Linked DNA regions of Gossypium hirsutum: region 2 is linked to region 1. The links are chromatin contacts, called in public Hi-C maps. All regions are on one chromosome and are shown on one strand. Each heading gives the region's core, a stretch centred on a gene start, on an enhancer-like site or on the middle of the called end of the contact. The rest is flanking DNA. Distances are from core to core; before and after follow the strand shown. Region 1 has its middle 41 kb from the start of LOC121228662. Region 2 holds the start of LOC107948544 (fructose-bisphosphate aldolase 6, cytosolic).

Region 1 (2,955 bases), core at 150-2,649:
AAATAATTATTAAAAATGATTATTTTTAGTAAATATAATTTTTATATGTGTAATATATTAATTTTCAATTCATATCATGAGTGTAGTAAATTTTAGCATTATATATTTTTGTATGTGTATTTAAAATATTTCACATATAAACATAATGATATTTGAAATAATTAATTGAAATATTTCACATAATTTTTTTTTGAAATATTATACACACAATGTAGATGAAAAAACAACGATATTTGAAATGTTTTACATATAAAAATAATTATTATATTTGAAATAATTATTTCATTTTATAATATTAGAAATCACTATATGCACAATATATGTGAAGAAACTAAATATTTGACATATAAATATTATACATAAAGAAAAATATATCAAAAAAATTAGTTGATGTTTATAATATATATATAAAATAGTTATTAATTTCAAATATTTTTAACATAATGATATATGTAAAATATATATTTTTATGATATAATTACATATTTATTATTTCATTTTGTCAATAAAAGAGTTATTAATTAAAAAGATGAATTAAAAATAAAAAATTAAAAATAAGATATTTATTAATTTAAAAAAGAGAGCTTGAAACAAACTAATATAAAAATTACAAATGTGTTCAAAAAAAGGGAATTGAACATGAGTCTATCATTATTATTTAAACATTTAACCAAATAAACTGATATATTAAAAACATTAATTAAAAATATAAAAAGCTTAAAACAAAATGAAATAAAAAATATATAATTGTGAGGGGAAGAAAAATCAAACTTGGAACTTAAATACAAAACCTACTAACATTTAACAACCTACCAAACAAACTAATTATATTAAAAAAGTAAAAAAAAAATACAACTTAAAGGTAAATCTTTTCTACACTCTCTCCAAAAATAGCCTAGCCTATATATAAATTAATCTCATTATAGGTTCTAATTATATATGCTTTTTTTGATATAATGCCTAGAACTATTCATAGTCCCTCCCCAACCCATAAATAGGAGGATAATGCAATTCAGCGCACTTGAACCCACATCCTCTTGCATTGGAAACAATGCTCATACCAATTGAGCTAAGACTCAATCAATAGTTACTTCTTATATTTAAAAATGAGTAAATTAATTTTTTTTTTATAAAAAAGACCCGAAGGTCAACCTCAATTCATTACATCATCAATGACAATATTATGGATTTCCTTGGGATAATCCACGTTGAAAAACAAATTACACTTTTCCTTAATAGCTAAATTACAAAGTAAATCAGCAACCCTATTCCTACAACAGTCGATCCAATTAATATGGACCGAGGTAAAATTTTTAAAATTCATGCAGGCCTTATTAAGATAGCAGCCCAAAATGGTAACGTCATTATCTCTCTTATTCACCGCGTTGACCAAACTGGCACAGTCAGATTCCAAAATGAGCTGGTCCACTTCTAACTTTAAAGCCAAGTTTAAACCTTCCACAAAAGCTTCAGATTCCGCCCATGTCACGTCCAGGTTTTTATTCGCATACCCATAACAACCCCCAATAACGAAGCCATCGTGGTCTCTGGCTATTGCCCCGTATCCAACTTTTCCATTCAAAACCGTAGCGTCGACATTTATTTTAATAACACCCTTTGGAGGTTTCGTCCAGCTTTTACGCACCGGAGTTGGGGGGAGAGCAGGCGGGTCTGCCAGATTAAAGATTCTAAACTCTTTGCTCAGGGTCTGTGCTCTTTCCCACACCACCTTAGTAGTATCATCCTTCCCCTGAAAAACCAACTTGTTCCTAGCATTCCAGCAATTCCAGAGGAGGGTAAAAAAATCGGCAGCAGCTTTTTTATCAAGCTCACGAAGGACATCTTCCACCCAGTCCACGCACCGCTCATATCTCCCTTCAATCAGCCTATTGTTTAACCCTCCGATCATTAGGATCTCTCGGACCTTAGGGTACTTTTGCATAGCATGGATAAGCGTTTCCTCACCACTGTTGCATCTGGGACAAGCTGTCGAGAAGTCAGGCCGGATGCGAGCAATATTGTCGTATGTAGGAAGAATATTATGGCAAATTCTCCAGCTGAAGACCTTGATCTTGGGGATCATTTTTAACTTCCATATTACTCTCCAAACCATTCTATGGGGGCCGAAACCAATTCTCCTGAGGGATAACCACGAGTAAGCTGATTTTGAGCTATAACAACCATGCGGTTTTTGAGTCCACGTTAAGCTATCATTTATCCCATTATGGAGAATGGGTAAATTATAAATATAATCCTCCATGGTTTTGCCATATAGCTCAATAACCCTGTCCTTTTTCCACCGCCCCTGATTGTGGTCCCATAAATCTTTGACTTTTCTTTCTTCAGCTGTTAACGGTGACCGACACACAGAATCTCCATTAAGACCCTCTATACCCCATTGATCCCTTCGAATGTCTATAGTATTTCCATCCCCAATTTGCCACAGAAAACCATCCTTGAGAGCTTCGCTCGCTTTAACAATACTAGACCAAGTGAACGATGGTTTATCACAGTATTTCGGCCTAAGCACATCACCCTCGGGAAAATATTTTGCACTCAGTACCTTAAAACATGAGGTGTCTTTGAACTTCAAGAGCCTCCACACTTGTCTACCAAGAAGAGCAATATTAAACAGATGCATGTTCCGAAAACCAATGCCACCCATTCCTTTGGGATAGCACAAGCGCTCCCAAGCCATCATAGCCCAACCCCGAGTTTTCTCATTGTTCGTCCATCACATCCGACACATTTTCGAGTGTAAGGCCTCAATAATTCCTTTTGGAGCAAGAAAGACAGAAAAAGCATAGGTTGGGATGGACTGAATAATAGCTTTTATGAAAATCTCTTTTCCACCATAAGAAAGTAGTCGCTTCGACCAACTGTTGATCCTGCAATCACAACAGCTTATGATATTAGTAAAAGCAATTGATTTCTTTCGACTTATAGGCAAAGGTA
Region 2 (2,700 bases), core at 37-2,536, 95 kb before region 1:
CTTCCTTCAAAACATCAACGAAGGGCTTGCCTGCACATCAAACATCAATATCAGAAATCAACAACCATCCATAACTCTTAAAAAGGAATAAAACTACCGCGGTTCTTAGTATTATCAAAGTATGTCATTTTAGTAATACCCGAAGCGGTTTTTTGATAAAGGGTTTCCTCAAAGAGAATAACACCACTGAGGTGCTGAAGAGCTCCAGGAGTTGTGAATAGGAGCTCACGGAGAGCACGCCTGTTGTCTTCAACATTCTCTACATTAATACTTGAAAGACGCTTGCCGATGGTGCCAGTGGATTCATCAGCAGCAAGGATACCCTTTCCAGGGGTTCCAATGTAAGCAGCGTTTTTAGCCAACTCATCTACAAGATTCATGATTCAGAAAATAATAATAAGCCACCAATTCCCCATTAAAAGTTCAATAAACAGAGATCCAAATATTTAAAAACAAAAAAAAAAACTTAAAAGGGTGCATGGCTAAGATTCAGTAATCTCAGATCTAAAATGAAAACACACCAAGGAGATAAAATTAACATTATCAACTTCATCAATCTTTTTTTTCCTTAAATCTAGAACCGAACCATATCATGGTGCTTAAAAAAAATGACTGGAGAAATAATAAGCGAGTACAAACATGCAGATCTAGATCTTCAGATATTACCCCAAAATTTAACCATGTTGTTAATACCCACTGACAGATCACAAGACAATATAACCAGCCTTAGAAGATCCGAAGAAATCCATATATCAAAATACAGTTCGTATGATTAAAACAAGCAAATCAACTAACATTTTTTTCTCGTCAAACTATCAAAACAACTAACAGATCAGTCAAAAAAAACACTAAGATGGATCCGAGAGATTAAGTTTATAAACATAAAATAAAGAGCAAGGGAAATAGCAAGGGAAGAGTACTTACCAGCATATTTGCTAATGAAGCAAGACATGATTGAACAGGAAAAAGAACGAGAGACAGGAAAGAGGCTTTTTTTTTTTTTTTGGCTAGGAGGAAAGAAGAGAGAGACGGAAGTGAGGGGAAAAGGGGGCAGGGGTTAGGGGTTTTAAAAGAGATACAGAGAGAGCTGGTGGCTTCGAGATTATCGGTTAGTTTCTTTTTTTGTCGTGTTTTCCAAGTAACCCATGGACTGCCCGTGGGATCTTTGCTCACTTTTTCGTATCTGGTTTTTTATTTTTTTCTCCTCTTTTCCGCTTTTACCCCTCCCACTCCCATCTATTCCTTTTAGGTTGGTCCACCTAACATTTTTTATTAAAATCAAAACCGAAGTGATTTTTGATAAATACTATCTCTTAAATACAAATATATTTATTTGCTGAATTTTGCAAAAAGAAATACCCACCTTTTACTCAATAAAATAACCTAATTTATATAATTTACTAGTCACTGAAGTCCAAAGAAATACAAATTCTACTATACAAACACAAATTCAATTGAAAATGTTATTAAAAATAAAACATATTCCACGCATTAATTTTATTTAAAACCAACAAGGACAAAATTGAGAAGAAACATAGGAATAGAAAATAGGCGTTTCTAAAAGTTTCTCAAAACAACAGCGGTTGAAATAGGTGGGCCGGTGAAATAAGTGGGCAGGAAAGCGTGATGAGTCAAACCCAACTGTTTTCAACAACACATTTTTTATACTTTGAAGCGTCAAAACTCAAAGATATCAAAGTAATCTTTTTAATCTCATATTTGTATTTATTCCAATTTTAATTAATCTTTTTAAGGAGTATTCTTTAATTTCTTTTAGGTTCAAATATTTTATAAGTTGATGTATTTTTCATAAATTTAAATTTTAATATTTAATTTTGTTTAAAAATTTAATCTCTATATTTTTTAAATTTTAAAATTTAAATCTAATTGTTAATACTGTTAAAACTATTTTGTCAAATTTAAGTTTATTATAACATTATTTTTTAGTTAAATTACTATAAAGTAAGTTTTTTAAGGTAAACTACATATTTAGTCACCCGAGTTTACCTGTGTCTCTATTTTAATCACACCGTTCAAAATTTTGTTATTTTAGTCACTCATGTTAGATAAGTTGTCAATTTTAATCATTCTACTGTTAAAATTGATTTAATCACTAAACAGAATGTTGACCTGGCCTAGTATAATAACAAAATTAGCCATCCATGTTTGCTCATTTTATTAATTTTATTCTGATTTAAAAAGATAAAATTAACTTTTAATATATACACATTATACCAATTTGGCAATGATTTTAAAATTTAAAAAAACATAAATTTGAATTTGAATTTAAAAATATATAAAAATTAAAAATTATTAAAATTTATAAAAATATATGAGATACTCAAAAAAATATAAAAATATATTGAAAATTTATTATATTTTCACACTTTCCTTCCCCTCAAGTCCACATTTTTTATTCTCATCTTTCTCAATCAATGCCAGTTTTTCTTCCTCGTTCCCTCAAATGTTTTTAACACTTATCATTTTGAGCTTATATAAGATTGATTTCAATTTTTCATGGTAAAAATGGATTAATTTTTTATTTAAACTTTCATTGGCAATTTGAATCATTCATTCGAATCAAAATAATAACGAGGATTCCTAAACTTTTGAAATTTGAAAGACAATTAATTAGATAATATTACTAAAGAGGAAATCAAATTTCATTGCAAATCACTTAAAATAAATCCACACCAAGCG

Evidence for each region. A called contact is a pair of places that touch in the nucleus more often than the background predicts.
Region 2: a Hi-C map of leaf shows a contact between it and region 1, with 2.1 times the contacts expected there. The contact joins the promoter of LOC107948544 here to the enhancer-like site in region 1. A contact is called at or near these places in 11 of 34 Hi-C or Micro-C datasets (callus, fibers, hypocotyl and 2 more).

Annotation. Positions count from the first base shown.
Region 1 is chrA04:57,014,200-57,017,154 of Gossypium_hirsutum_v2.1, reverse strand. No RefSeq gene overlaps it. Among protein-coding and RNA genes, the nearest start is that of LOC121228662, 41 kb to the right of the region's middle. Within about 2 kb of position 1,399, at least 4 of the 9 cell types and tissues checked have an H3K27ac peak or open chromatin away from gene starts, as enhancers often do. A contact at or near this core is called in leaf, where this site is marked.
Region 2 is chrA04:57,108,854-57,111,553 of Gossypium_hirsutum_v2.1, reverse strand. It overlaps LOC107948544 (fructose-bisphosphate aldolase 6, cytosolic), which reads right to left and starts at 1,286. Exons shown (of 3, transcript XM_016883133.2): 1 at 925-1,286; 2 at 140-367; 3 at 1-30. The coding sequence starts at 952.